2 separate regions of the Culex pipiens genome follow, and region 1 is linked to region 2. Evidence: chromatin contacts called from public Hi-C data. All regions are on one chromosome and are shown on one strand. Each heading gives the region's core, a stretch centred on a gene start, on an enhancer-like site or on the middle of the called end of the contact. The rest is flanking DNA. Distances are from core to core; before and after follow the strand shown.

Evidence for each region. Hi-C and Micro-C count contacts between places; a contact is called where the count stands out from the background.
Region 1: a Hi-C map of whole body shows a contact between it and region 2, with 5 times the contacts expected there. The contact joins the promoter of LOC120432524 here to the promoter of LOC120417207 in region 2. A contact is called at or near these places in 3 of 3 Hi-C or Micro-C datasets (embryo, whole body and whole pupa).

Annotation. Positions count from the first base shown.
Region 1 is chr1:111,599,907-111,607,591 of TS_CPP_V2, reverse strand. It overlaps LOC120432524, which reads left to right and starts at 4,729. Exons shown (of 2, transcript XM_039597742.2): 1 at 4,729-5,407; 2 at 5,468-5,977. The coding sequence starts at 5,096. The coding sequence ends at 5,911. It overlaps LOC120432523 (ABC transporter G family member 23), which reads right to left. Exons shown (of 11, transcript XM_052706506.1): 11 at 6,789-7,685. LOC120432522 (huntingtin) reads right to left here and starts at 2,693. Exons shown (of 11, transcript XM_052706505.1): 1 at 2,418-2,693; 2 at 806-2,356. The coding sequence starts at 2,485.
Region 2 is chr1:111,407,328-111,414,932 of TS_CPP_V2, reverse strand. LOC120417207 (cilia- and flagella-associated protein 58) reads left to right here and starts at 2,028. Exons shown (of 6, transcript XM_039579173.2): 1 at 2,028-2,413; 2 at 2,493-2,842; 3 at 2,898-3,524; 4 at 3,580-3,707; 5 at 3,761-5,055; 6 at 5,115-5,544. The coding sequence starts at 2,291. The coding sequence ends at 5,315.

The sequences.
Region 1 (7,685 bases), core at 3,480-5,979, 190 kb before region 2:
CTAGAACAAAGTAGAGCCGCGTTGCAAGTAGTCTCATGGGAGAACTGTCATTGAATGTTTACATAGTGCTGGTCTGTTTCAGTTCTATTTAAAAATGAAACAGCTAGAACAAAGTAGAGCCGCGTTGCAAGTAGTCTCATGGGAGAACTGTCATTGAATGTTTACATAGTGCTGTTAAACGAAACGAGTCAACAATTCCAACGCGTAAGTAAACAAAAACCAAATAAAAACCATAGTGGAAAGGAAACTTTGTGGGCGATCTTGTCAAAACATACAGAATCGTGTTTTCAAACTTTATGTTGTGAAAGGGAGCGTTCTTTTATTACGTAACGCGAAAAATCGGACTTTTAGACCCCCTCCCCCCCCCCTCGTAACAAAATTTCCATACAAATTTTAAAAATTTTGTATGGAGCGTAACACGGCCTCCGACCCCCCCCCTCCCCCCCTACTGCGTTACGTAATAAAAGAACGCTCCCAAAGCAGACAAAAATCAAAATACGAGCGCAACCTGTCAAAGCCTGTTGCGCCACAGGCTGATGTACACGCTAACGACAAACCACTACATTTCTGTTCGGCGCCACAGTTTTTTTTTTTTGCGCAGCAGTAGTGATGCGCACTTCGGTTTGGTGGCCGATACGCAGTTCCAATGGAAAGGCGCTTTACGAACAGCAGAACAAAGGAGAAGGAACGATTTCTTGAGGCTTTTCTTCACACTCTTTGGCTTGGCTTCACTACCGCTGCTGCCCAGGTGAAACTTTCCATGGCCGGTTCCTTACCAAGTGCGTACACTGCGTACAAAACTTACCCCGCAATGGAAGCCGTCGTCGGCGTTTCCGCCCGCACCTCGTCCGCTTCCGTCACGTCCTCGTCTTCGTCCTCCCTTGCCGCCTCCTGGAGCGTTTCGCTGACCGTTTCCGTACGGTCGTCCACCTCCAGCAGCAGCTCGTTCCGGATCGTGTCCGCCGTGCTGCTCTGCATCGAGATCTGGCTGCTGGCCAGCGATTCCAGCGACAGGTCGTCGTGCTGGTCCGCCAACGGAAGGTGCGCCGAAGCCGATGCCACCGGCGAATCAAACGACTTGCGAAAGAACTTGGTAACCGATTCGCCGGCGCTAGTGCTCGTGGTGAGGAATGTGTTGATGAAGGAACCGATGGAATCGGTTGATTTTTGACTTTTCAGCGATATCGTGTCCGGAGGCTGGGTGGATCGCGGGGATCGCGGGTCCTTTTCCGGGCTGAAGTTGGACGAGTTGTCGAACTCCATGCTGCGGAACGAGTCTAGCTCGAAGTCGGACGCGGACGCGAGCGATTTGTCGTCGCCGGGAGTGAACTTTGTAGGGGTCGAGCTGACCTGCAGGAAGGACATTCCGGCGTGACGTGGGTTCAGGGAGTCCATACGGGCGTCGGTGCTGGACTTGCGAGAGCTGAGCATGCTTTCGCTGAGGTTGATTTTGAAAACGGAGTTTTTAAGGGTTTTGCGCTTCAGCAGGAACTTTCGGTGATCTACGTCTTGGGATAGCAGGACTTGTTTGACCGCAGCTGGTAGATTGCCGAAGATTACACTGATGACCTCGAGGGCTGCGTTGATTACGCTGTGAGATCCGTCCTTCAAGAAGTGGAGTACCAAATCGAGCGTTTCGATGGACTTTTCTACGCTGGAGTGCTTCAGTACCAGCGGCAGAATTCCTCGAAAGCAAGCTAGCACTCCAAGAGCCGCGTTCTGTCCTTGGTTCTTCAGCAGCATCTCGATGCATCGGTTGAACGCATTGTTGGCGTATATTTCCGGACACCGTGACCCCGCTATGAAGTAATCGATGTTCTGCGCGGCACAACGTCGCTTGGTGGCACACTCGGCTGCCAGATCCTCGACGAAAACTTCCGTCATCTTCAGCACTTCTCCATCGGTCATGTAGCATTCCAAACGTTCGGTGAACACCTTTAAAAAGGTGCTCAAACTCTCTAGAACCTGAGTCTCGGATCGTTTCGAAATCGCGTAAATACTCGGCAGTAGATTCTGCGCGAAAGTTTTACCCTTTCGCTGCTTGATAGCTCCGCAGTAATGGCCAAACAGGGCCAAACTGATTCGCAGCGATCGCTCATTACCGTTCTTTTTTATCTCGTGGTACAAATCAATCTGAACCCGAACGATACTTCCGTTCCCCTCGCAAAATCGAACAATCTTGTTCAAGTTCTCTTCCGCACTCATCCGAACCCCCGAGTCCGACTCCTCACAAAACGCCAGCAAACATTCGACAGCCGAACTGAGGTGGTTCTGGAAGTTGGCACTTCCAACGCCCGACCTCACCGACACGATCGACTCGCTGATCAACCCAAAGTGGTGAATTTTCTCCTTGGAACTAAAGCGGAATATGCCGAAATTAACAATTGCCAACCCTTAATCAACTAATTTTTTCTCACCTGCATCCCGTTGCCTTGAGAGTATCGATCGATTTCTGCAAGCTGCTAAACACCGACAACTTGTCCATTTCGATGGTCACTTTCAACGGTTGGGGCTGGACAACCCCCAATTACAATCAAACCACAATAGTCAAGTGTGACGCCACTACGCGGCACAAACTACAATAACCCACACCGAGAAAATAGAAACGCCTCAATGACTAATGTTTTGCCACTGTTACACCTTGCAAAACGAGAAAGTATCTATCTGAATGATAACATTCAATGACGGGCGGGCGTGACAGCTGATGATGACGCATCATTGAATGTTTTCGAATTATTCCTTTTTTGTTTGTTTGTTATGACAAATGACGTTTCGAAGCCGAATGTGTGTGCGCATGTGCTGGTGGAATGTTTACGTTTTCATCAGCTGTTTACTTCGTGTCCCACCCCTCATATTGAGGGGAGGCATGTTTTGACACCATAAAATATGTGTTTTAATTTAGATGAATTTCAATGAAATTACTGAATCAACTTGAATGTTGATATGACTGTACAAATTCAAATAAAATAGGAAATTGATGATTTTTTGGTAAAACGAAAATATAAATTTTATTTGGTGTAACTAGCATCAACAAGTCGTCCAGAAAGCAACATAATCAAAACAAAACAAGAAACGAGGGAATGGACAGATATGAAAACAGCGCATGCAAGGTAAGAATAGCGTCATTTGCCTAGCAGGTGGTGACTAGTGGAACTAGCGAAGTAAACAAATTTCAATCAATCCGTTGCGGAGATGTCATTCATGATAAAAATCTTGAAAGTGTCTTCCCCCATGAGCGCTAATCCTTCTATGGGAGCGTTCATTACCCCCCCCCCCCCTCGTGACGCGTAACACAAGGTCTTTTGCATATAAGTGCTTATCTTGGTGCTTAAAAGACAGAATGCGTAACGTGAAGGCTTCTTTCAAGCTCAAGCGTGACATATTTGTTGTTGCTGAAGTGACTTGTTTTGAATCATTTTGGGTCTGTTGATGATACAGTTTTCGCTGAATGCTTCGCACTTCGCCCACCCCTTGGCTTCGGGCCTGTCATCGTCTTTTTTACTCCTGACCAATTAAATTATCGAATCAAATTATTCGCTGCCTTGGCGTTTTCGATTGCGAGACTCTTACTCGAAACTAGGTGTTCGAAGGCTTTTTACACCTAAGCCTTCATCCACCCCGGGATTCGAACTGACGACCTTTGGATTGTAAGTCCAACTGCCTACCAGCGACTCCACCGAGGCAGGACCCAGGGAGACGACTCCTACACCCGGACTGAGCTAACAACCTAACCTTTAGCTTAGTCCGGGCCAACATTTACTTCCCCATCCGACGGAAGGCGTGATCAGACAAGAGAATTCCAAAAAAGTGTTCATGTGGTTTGTGGATGGTCCCTTATGGGACCACTGTCATTTCTACCACTCGAATAGGGTGCTCCATTCGTTATATTCGTCCAGATTCACCCCAAATGTCGTTAACAAAAGAAGAATAACAATACACTCCAACCCCGATGGTATGACACCATCTGTTGTCAAACGAACGGGGTCTTTTTTTAGTTTGACACCTCTCTTACACGGAGTTCACACACTCTACCAAACGTTTGTTTTGATAGTGTGCGAGAACGCCATGTAAAAAGTGACAGTTCGTCACTTTTTAGTTTGACTTTGACCAACCAACGGGGTACAAACTTAAAAAAGTGTCAAACGAAAAAGTGACCAACCACCGGGGGTTGATCACTTCAAAACCCAAATTATTACGAATTTAAAAATTATTAAAAAACGTAACAACAACTTTCTAGAACAAAGCTAATTGTTTTACCCACATGCTGACGAGATACAGGCTTGGGATCAAGTCTCCCCGGGGATCAAGTCTCCCCACTCTCCCCTAAGCCAATCTAATGCTCAATAAAATTTTAAAATCCTGTTGATTAGTAAATATTCAATTGTTCCACTGTTTTCAGAAAAAATCTTAATATCCTGACTCCTGCATTTATTTTATTACTTCCGGGAAAACCGAGATTCAAGATTTTTCGGTTTCAGAAAAATCCTAAGAATTTCGTCCCAAATAATCCCGTGATGAAAGCATTGACAAAAATCAATATCATTATTGAAATCATTAGATCAATAATGGTGAGTAGGCGCAATAGCATAAACTTGAATATTTAGCAAAAAATTGATCTATTTTCATCAAGATCAGGATAACACCAAATTTAATCTTTGATACCAATGAAATAATAGAGAAAATTCTCTTAAGTCTGACAGATCAAGTATTCGGTTCTTGCTTGTTAATTCCTACTGACATTTTTCAATCAATTGAACATTGTGAGTTAGTTCATATTTTTGAATACATTTGAATTTTTTCACAATGAATCAGTTTATGTTCGCCTAATAAATCACTCTTTTCTCACGTAACATCACACCGAGACTACAAGAGTGAAAGTGAAATCATAACAGCGTGTCGAACGCAACCCATTATTATCAGCACCTGTCGCAGCATAACTCAGCACTTCCGGATGCTTTCGTTACCTCATTGTCACCTACGCCAGAATGACTGACCGGTTAATTTAATAACGATGGCAATCATCCCATTCTGACTTGCGTCCAACGCAAGCCACCAGTCGATCGTTGAACCTCCCAGTGGTCACACCTCACCCAAAATGGCGCTCCTCAAAAAACTTGCCATGACCCTTCTGATCGTAGCCGCCACCGTCAACGGGCTAAAGTACATCACGCCATGGTCTGACGAGAGTCCCGTCTGCGCCGCCAACAACAACAAACTCCTATCGCTGTTCAACCTGCTGTGCAACGCCACCCAGACCATGTCGATAACGTCGCGGGACGCGTGCTACGGGTGCTTCTTCCGGGCCGGAGTACTCCCGGCGGGTCAAACCCAGCTGCTGGCCATCAGTCAGTGCGCCACGTTGTACCTGATGAACGGTAGCTACGCCCTTTGCGCAGCTGGGTTGGCGGTGGATAGTTAGAGGGGTGTAGACTTTGGAACATTTCTTTACGTTGTTTTTTTTTCCCAGGCCATCACCACCGGAATGCGTCCGACGACGGCACCGACCCTCGGGACCAACTGCTTCACCGGCTACTGCGAGTTTGTCCAGTGCGTACGGCGTACCAACGCCAACTCGCTGATCAACCAGTGCATCTTGCAGACGCTCAACAACAAGGACCTGAACATTGAGTCCCAGCGGGTCGGGTTCTACGTCAACGCGACATCGTGCATTTTGGCGCGAGCTCGCTGTAACCCGTACAACCCAATTACCGGCGAGCTACGGAGTCCGGTGGGACCGAGCCATCCACTGCTGGGAGTGCGGAGCACGGACGCACTGGCCAATTCGCTGCAGGTTTCGCCGGTTGGAGATCTGCGCATCATTTCCTTTCACTCGCGGGTGATCGTGGCAGATTTGTTCTGCTCAAGCCGAACCGTGCTCGATCAGTCGACGTACGGCGATGCCGTGTGTTGAGTGCGGAAATTTAGAAACTTAGTGTTGTAACATTTTCATACATCTCAATAAATCTAACAGCTTCATCTGTTCCTTTCTCGATCGTACACATTCTGATCGTGTCTTTGTCTTATTTCACGTTCTCGCGTGAACTGTCAAATCTACTCACTCACGCAGAAAAATATTTTGTAGAATCAGCCTGTACGAGGTTTGATTCAACAAATTTTTTGTTGAATATAATTAACGCCGATTTTGCGTTGAAACAAACCATGATTTTCTCAATTCTACAAAAATCTTTTGTTGTTTTGAAAAAGTTGCTTTGACGTTTAGCGTTGATTCAACAAAAATCTTGATTTCAAATCAACAAAACATTTTGTTGATTCAAATATGCCTTATTTTTCTGCGTGCTGTACATCAACACTCTAAACTGTGTTCAATCGCAATTAATTGTACTGAGGTCTTTAAAAGTAATCACTTATTGTGATGATCAGACATTTGAAAGTGCTTTCAGTCAGTATTCATCATCGCCAACGAAACTTGAATGTACACTCACAGCGCCTGATCGTCATTACGAAGTGACCGTCAGTGAACGCACACGAAGTTGAAACGAATTAAACCGAGCTCAACACTCAAGCAGCCGCCCGATCCGAAGCCGCATGTTTTTATTCCTTCTTAGTTCTCCCTTTCTCGCTAGTGCGTTGCTGCGTGGTGACAGCATTCGTTTGAATGCAGTCGTGATGGAAGTGATCGGGATTTCGGTAGAATGTCAAGCAAACGCGCACGCTACGCAAATGCAAGTAAACCAAAAGTCAAAATCGGATTGCTGTAGCGAAGGCAAACGTTCCTCATTTTAAAAGGGAAACTGTCATCAGAAATATTTAACAACACCAGGCACCACTTTAATTTTTATGTTTACTTTATTCACGATCCTTCTTACAAAATGTGTCGTTTTCTTACTCCCTTTCGCCTAAAGTTGTCCGTTCGTCAATAACGTTCCAGTTATGTTTTTGTGTGTGTCAGTTTTTGCCCTAAATTTTCAAAAACAAAATATAAATCAAGTCCACTGTCATAAAACCGCCTAGTTTATATATTAAGGTTAGCAACACTTGCGGCGCAGCCCAAAGCCAGGACTTGCGTAGCAAATAATCAGGTTAGACAGGTTCCACGACACTGCATTAGACAGGAGGGGAAAAGTGAGACGGAGGAGGAGGGGCGGGACAGTAACAAATTACAGCTATGGATGGATTGCTTATTTTTGCGATTTTTTTTTGTATCTTTTCACTTTCATTAAACCCTTCACAAAATATAAAAACTAGATTACATATGCCATGCATGTTTGATGGTTCTGATGGTGATGTTTCTCCGCCGCTTGTAACATTAAATTCCTACATTTTTTACACAAAACAACAAAATCTAATGAAATTGTTTTCATCCTGCTCCTCCGCGTACACTCGGCGGAAAATGTCACCAAGAACAAAAATTACAAAATCCTCATTGCTTGTTTTACACTGTTTAAGTCTATGGTTTTTTTTTTCTTTCTTCTCCTTCATCCTTCCGCGTAATATTATAAATCTTTCCCTACACGCGCAGAAAAGGGGTCATTCCTCTTCGTTGTTAGCGTATAAAATGGTCTAACAGGTATTATTCGTATATAAAAAAAAGAAAAAAAAAAGTTATAATCACAGTTCAATCATTGTTTTCTTCGATTTTTCTTTCCTTTCGTTTGAAAACTATTGGTTTGCTTTTGTTTCTTCTGATACATGTGTGTGTGTTTGTTTCGTTCCGTCACTTTCGC
Region 2 (7,605 bases), core at 779-3,278:
TTTTAAGTATTTTAAGTCTTTTAAGTATTTTAAGTATTTTAAGTATTTTATGTATTTTATGTATTTTAAGTATTTTAAGTATTTAAAGTATTTTAAGGATTTTAAGTTTTTTAAGTATTTTAAGTATTTTAAGTATTTTAAGTATTTTAAGTATTTTAAGTATTTTCAGTATTTTAAGTATTTTAAGTATTTTAAGTATTTTAAGTATTTTAAGTATTTTAATTATTTTAAGTAAAGAGTTGAACCAGTTTTGGCTTAAAAACTCTGTAATAAAGTATACATAAAAGTATTTTAAGTATTTTGAGCATTTTATTTATTTTATGTATTTTGCGAATTTCAAATATTTTAACGATCGGTACCCAATTAACTTTTCCGAAATGCTCATGTCAAGTTTTGAATGTTGGTTTTACTAAAGTTATGATTGTATTTTTCATTTATTTAAGGCATTTTTGAACATCACATAACTGGGACCTTTGTAAATTTAGAATTCTTCTGCAGTGACCGGTAATCGGTTCCAAGGTGGCCAGATGGAGCCAGAGTACATTGGCATCACATACAATGGCCACAGTTTTAAATTTCATGAATTTTGATATGTCACAATACAGGGTTCCTTGCACATTCCGAAATGTCCCCAGTGACCACCGGTAACCGGTGACCGGTTCCAAAGTGGCCAAGTGGGGCCAGAATACATTGGCATCACATACAATGGCCACAGTTTTAAATTTCATGAATTTTGATATGTCACAATACAGGGTTCCTTGCACATTCCGAAATGTCCCCAGTGACCACCGGTAACCGGTGACCGGTTCCATAGTGGCCAGGTGGGGCCAGAGTACATTGGCATCACATGCAATGGCCACAGTTTGAAATTTCATGAATTTTGATATGTCACATTGCAGGGTTCCTTGCACATTCCGAAATGTCCCCAGTGACCACCGGTAACCGGTGACCGGTTCCATAGTGGCCAGGTGGGGCCAGAGTACATTGGCATCATATGCAATGGCCACAGTTTGAAATTTCATGAATTTTGATATGTCACAATACAGGGTTCCTTGCACATTCCGAAATGTCCCCAGTGACCACCGGTAACCGGTGACCGGTTCCATAGTGGCCAGGTGGGGCCAGAGTACATTGGCATCACATAAAATGTCCTCCGTTTTTTCACAAAACAGGGTTCCTTGTCAATTCCGATATTTGCACCCAGTGGAACGATATGGTAAATGTACAGAAAAAGTAATCCGGAAATTGTGAAAATCGTACCATGAAATCGTGAATATTATGAGTTTTACTTTACGAATTTTTGAACTATGCATATTGGGCACGAATAAACCAGGAGCCGTGAATAAATATGCATGATTAGACATGCCCGAATACACTCGTAAACGTGAATTAAATTCATGATTTCATAAAAAAAAATCACGAATTCATGAAATTTATGCATGATTTCATGAAGTTTATACATGATTTCACGAATTTTTTTACGCCTTCAAAAATAAATCATAAAAAATATTCCAGAACTCATGAATTCTGTGCACGAATTCATGCATAAAAATTCATGATTTCATGAATTTTATGCATGAAATCATGATTTTTTATTCACGATGTATATTTTTTCGATCGTAATCATGAATTTTTATTCATAAAATCGTGAATATTTTTCACGCCTACATGCATCTATTTCATGAAATCATGAACATTATTCACGTTTACGAGTGAAATCGGCCATGGAAAGTCATGCATATTTATTCATGATTCCTGGATAATTCGTGCCCAATATGCATAGTTCAAAAATTCGTAAAGCAAACATCGCGTTATTCACGATTTCATGGTACGATTTGCATGATTTCCGGAACACTTTTTTTTCCGTGTAGCAAAAAAATGATTTGATCATAACTCTCCACTCACTGTAATTCTTAAATAATACTTATTAAACTTCACGATAGTTATTTAATTAGGTTTTGTTGGGAAATTCCATCTGAAAACAAACCTAAAATACATAAAAAACCCAAATGTATCCAAGTAGGTCACGTGTCCCACCCGTGTCAATGTGACGACAGCTGCATGCCGTTGACAGGCACGAAAAACCTGAAAACAATCCCAAACTCCTCCAACAGCAACCTGTTGCGTCACTTGGTCCCAATTCCGTCGCCGTTGGCGCGCACCCCGGTTCCCATGGAAGTCTAGCGCGGGTTGTTTGGAGCGGATAAATTACTGAGAAAATTTTCCACAAAAATTCCGAATCTTTTGAGAGGTTGAAGATTTGCAGTGGTTTCCGGGAAGTCTCGTAGCGATGGACCAGATCGAGGAGAGTGGCGAGGATTCGCAGGCCCCGGAGTCCACCTTCGAGGATGACCTCATTCCGAAGGATATCACCGATGACTTCTTCGAGGAGATGTGTGCCAAGGCGAACCTGGTGAGTGACCTGGCCTGGTTCCATCTTTATTTTTGGGTTGCCTACATTTTGACCTGTCCTGGAATTCCCCTTTTCGCAGACGGTGAAAGACCTGCAGGGCAACCAGCAGTATGCGCTGGCGGAGGACTTTCAGAAGTTGTTGCTCACCAGCCAGCAACTGAGGCAGCAGCTGCTCGACGAGCAGGACAAAATCGCCAAAATGCAGGACGAAGTTGCGGCGGCCGCTGGCCGAGTGGGCCAAGCGCTGGCCATCTCCCAGCGCGACCAGGACACCATCCAGACGCTGCGGGCGGAAATCGAGAGCGCCTGGAAGCGGGCCGATGCGGCCCAAACGAGGGAGCAGGCGGCCCAGGAGACGATGAACCAGATGCGCGAAAAGCTGGAGAAGCTCTCCTCGGACTCGGACCGCCACGGGGACAAGGATGACGAGTGAGTACGGGCGAGCCAGGGTAAAACGGAGAAGCTGAAAAGTTGATTCTTACAGGGTTGGAGCTGCGATGGGCAAGCACAAGGAGAGCATCCTTCGGGAACGTGACCGACTGTTCGCCGAAGTTGAAGAACTCAATCGGCGGCTTCACACCCAACGCGTCTACATCGAAGAACTGGAGAACAAGTGCAACGACACCGAGACCAAGGTCAAGGAACTGTACAAGGTGCTGGACGAGACCTCGAACGAGGCGTTCCGCGACAAGCGCATGCTGGAGAACCTGCAGATTCAGCACGCGGAGGTGACGTCCGAGCTGGCGATCAAAACCGATGAAGCGAAACACTTCAAGGCGCAAGCGGAAGCCAGCCACAAGACGACCGTGCAGCAGAACATGCAGATGGCCGCGATCCGAACCACGCTGGAACGGCTCACCACGAGCAACAACCTGCTGCAGGTGAAGCTGGCGAAGGCGCAGGGTGACTTTGAAAACATGGTCCAGCTGAAGGAAAAGGTCACCAACGAGCTCAACACCAAGGTGAACATCCTGAAGCTGAAGGAGGACGAGAACAACAAGTTCCGGCTGGAGAACGCCAAGCTGACCAAGAGCAAGGAACTGCTGCAGAAGAAAATACTGACGATCGAGACGTCAAAGTGTACCGTGGATCAGGAGGTGTCCAAGTTGAAGTGAGTCGGAGAACAATTTCGGCATTCACTGAAATTAACACGTTTTCATTGACAGGACCGTAATCGTCACCTTCGAGAAGGAGCGAGATGTTTCCAAGAAGGCGTTCGATGCTTCCAAGAAGCAAGTCGATGCGGTGCTTCGCGAGCGGGATCTTGCCCGGAAGGATCTTGCCAAAACCAACAGTGAGTATCAAAACCGTAGAAGGTAAAGTGCTAATGGCTTCCTATTTCTGCAGAGACAATCTCCGATCTGCAGGAGCAGATCATTCTGCTGGAGAAGCAGCAAAAAACGCTGGAGAACGAAATCAAGGGTCACATGGCGGCAACGCAGAAGCAGAGCATGGTGATGATGAAGATCGAGAAGGATCGCGACCGCAACGCGGAGGAGGTGCAGAACCTGTCGGACAAGCTGGAACAGATGAACGATGACCTGCTGTACAAGCAGAACCAGATCGTGGAGCTGCGCGAGAAGCTGAAGGAAACGGAATCGCGACTGTTCCAGTGCCAGAACTCGCTGGAGCTGACGCGCAGCGAGCGGAACATCTTCGAGCGGGATCTGGCGACGTGTATGAAGGAAAACGACGGGCTGAAGGATCGGCTGAAGTCGTCGGTGCACGCGGTCGATCAGCTGAAGGATGAGAACGCGACAAAGGTGGCGGAAATGTTCAAGGCGAACAAGACGATCGACAAGATCGAGAAGGAGAAGCAGTCGCTCAAGTCGGAGGTGCAGAACATATCGATAACGCTGCAGCACACCAAGTCGGAACTGTCGGAGAAGATGATGGAGAACTCGAGGTTGAACAAGACGCTGACGGAGGATGCGGCGAACATGGTGCGGCTGAAGAAGCAGCTGGACGGATCGATCAACGAGAAGGATCTGATTAAGGTGCAGCTGACGCAGAAGGTCGAGGAGATTACCGCGATGACGGAGAAGTTAAACATGCTGAACATGGCGCTGGATCGGGGCGAGAGTCAGTATCGCGATCGGCTGGATGACATCCGACTGCTCAAGATTGAGATCAGCAACTTGCGATCGCAGAGGAATTTGCTGGCTAGGGGATTGGCGAATACGGCGGACATGCGACAGGAGGTGCTCCAGCTGAACCGAGTGCTGAATCAGGAACGCGTCAAGGCTCGGGCACTGGAGGACGAGATGCTGACACCGATGAACGTGCACCGCTGGAGAAAGCTGACCGGCAAGGATCCGGAAAAGATGGATCTGATCGTGAAGGTGCAGACGTTGCAGCGCCGAGTGCTGTACCAATCGGTGACGGTACAGGAGAAGGAGAAGACCATCGAGGAATCGGAGAAAATGTACGGTGAGCTGAAGGAAGTGGTGGAGAAGCTGCCGCACCAGAAGATGAAGGAACAACTGTGTGCAACGCAACGGGTGCTGACGGCTAGAACGAAGAAGCTGAAAGCACTTTCGGCTGAGATTCGGATCAAGGAGGTGGACAGCAAAAGCCAAGAGTGCTTGGTGGATGAACTCAAGAAGTCACTGCTGGAGACGAAGAAGGAGCTCGTGAGGGAGGTGAGAACCGCCGAGAGGACGCAAATTAGAACACAAAACTAACGTCAATCTTCTTTCAGAAACGTGACAAGCAGAAGCTGGCGGAAACGGTTCGCTCGGCACTCGTTCCGGTTGGTTCCGGTGGTGGTGGGAGCCGTCGCGTTCAGTCACACCACGGAGAGGTGATCGTTTTTCAGGCTCAACAGCGGCCCAACACCAACCACGGCAGCAAGAGTGCCGGCTATCGGATGATGGGGTCCGGGTACAAGGTGACCTGCTAGAACGAGGACAGGGCAGTGATTAGCGGCGACCAATTACGAACGGAACGTTATTGAATTTCAGATTTTCAACCTCCTTCATCTGCATACCGGGAAGGTGAGGCACCACCACAGGTGTCGTTCGCCGTTTCCTAGCAATATCTTTAAATTTACATTTTCGTATCCAGTGTGTGTGTGTGTATCTGGTGTGACAAATAAATATTTGAAAGAGTGAGGAAAAAAAGTCAATGATTCCGAAACGGCTCTGTGATAACAACGAAACCGGTTGACCGTCAAAATCAAAGTAGCCGGCGAAGGGCAACGCCGGCCGCGCTGCGATGCGACTCGTCGGCTTACCAATCATCCATAGCCTGCTTGGATGAAGCCCCCCTCTTGCTGAACAAGGTGAAGGTTAATAAGCTGTGGGTTTCGGTTGTTGAAAATTCACTTCCCCGTAGAAATCGCCGCGCATGCTTTCCTTTTTCAATGGTGCGACATTCGCCATAATGGCCGGCTTTATAGCAAACACGACGACGACGCGGGAGTCAAGGTTCTGGGGGGCTTCGCCAAATTATAGGTTCTGCGACGACTTTAGATTTATACCGATTGTTGTCGCGGCTGTGAGATTGACAGGTTGAGACCAAGAGTCATGCAACGTGTGACGCGACGAGAAGAGCAAGATCGCGACCTGTGTATTGAGGAGGTTTTCCGATTCAGCTGATACAACGAACGGTGCGCGACGGCATATGCTTCAATGACAAATTTGTTTACGAAAGTGTTTATCGACATGAGTGGGCAATCTGGTGCTAAAATCATGATGAAAGATAAATTCAGACTTATTTTCAATCTTCAAATTCAAAAAAAAAAACAAAAAGAAATTCTACCAAACTAAACTACAAGCTAAACAAAATAAAAAGGTAATTCCCAGAATCGCTAACCTAGCCGTGTCCATTGTTAATTGCAAATAATTGTAATGCTTCGTTCAGCAAAGATCGTCATTATATCGCGCTTGCTTTTTTGTCTTGTTCTTCGCTTCGATGTGGAATGATTCAACATGTTTTCACTTTTGCGTCTCAGTGTCTCTCAAAAGCAGGCAAACATTCTTTTGCAACGGTCATCATTTCATCTCGCAGTTTGCGGTTTCTGAAATTAGACCGTACTTCGCTTCGCGAACGAAAATGCACTGCTGATGCAACGCAAACTTTGCCCATCATTTGGACCTTAATTGAAAATTCAATCACCTCGTCGCCATGCTGCAATCACTTATGATAATGGCTTAAGTCACACAGCCAGTCACACACATTTTTTGCAATTACCTGCATGCGACACCGGAAAATTAAAGTCCCGCGCGCACGGAACAAAGTTGGCTTTTCCTTGATCACCGGTGCCGGGCGCCTACTCTGATTGTGGTTGTGTTGTTGCGCGCAATAGACAAAGTAACGTGCAATTAAGGTGCCCTCTCCCTTGGATGGCAATTGTTGGCATCGTCTGTGTGAGTGGGGTGAAATGTCAGCCTGCCATCATTTCGCTGTCATTGTGGAGCCACTCCTTGATTAAGTTTTGCTTTTTTTTTGTGCAATTCCACCTCCCCATTTAGTTTCCGATCGCAAATGAATTGATGCCCTTTTGGCCTTTTTCAGCTTTAATCAGTACGAACACACAGGCATACACGCACACGTGCCCGCCTAATGACACTTCCAATCATGGCCGCCTGCGAGGGATGACCCCTGAGTGATGTCAGAGCAGGTTCACGACTTCACGTGGATTTTACTAGCAGTACGAAGAAATCTATAAGCAAGAAAAGTGTCAACAACATTTTCAAATAAATAGTAAATCTTATACAAACTATAAACAGTGGATACTTATTACAAAACAACAATTAAACATAAACATGTGTCTGTGCTTGTCGGTTGCTGTCCTTGCTAAACAGACTGCAGACAATCTCAGCTAGCGGATAACGCCTGGACTATATGCAAACGACTGAAAGTTTTGCCGTGTAAGCTAGTCACGATAGCATTTCCCGAACACCGACTTCAGAGTCGAGGACCTGAAGTAACTCGATTCTGATGAAAAATCCTGATGCATTGTGTCTGCATATATTCTTTTAGGATTTCAATCTCTATCAAGTAAGAGTTCTTTACCACTTGCGTTTCTAAACAATGGGAGTTCCTTACGAATTTCGTCTCTAACTTATAAAAGCTTTTATCTTTTAAATCGGGAGACATTTATCACTGAGTTTAGAACAAATGGGAGTTTTTCTTTTGGTTTTTGCCTCTAATGTATACGAATTATTTATGAAACTCATATCTAACAG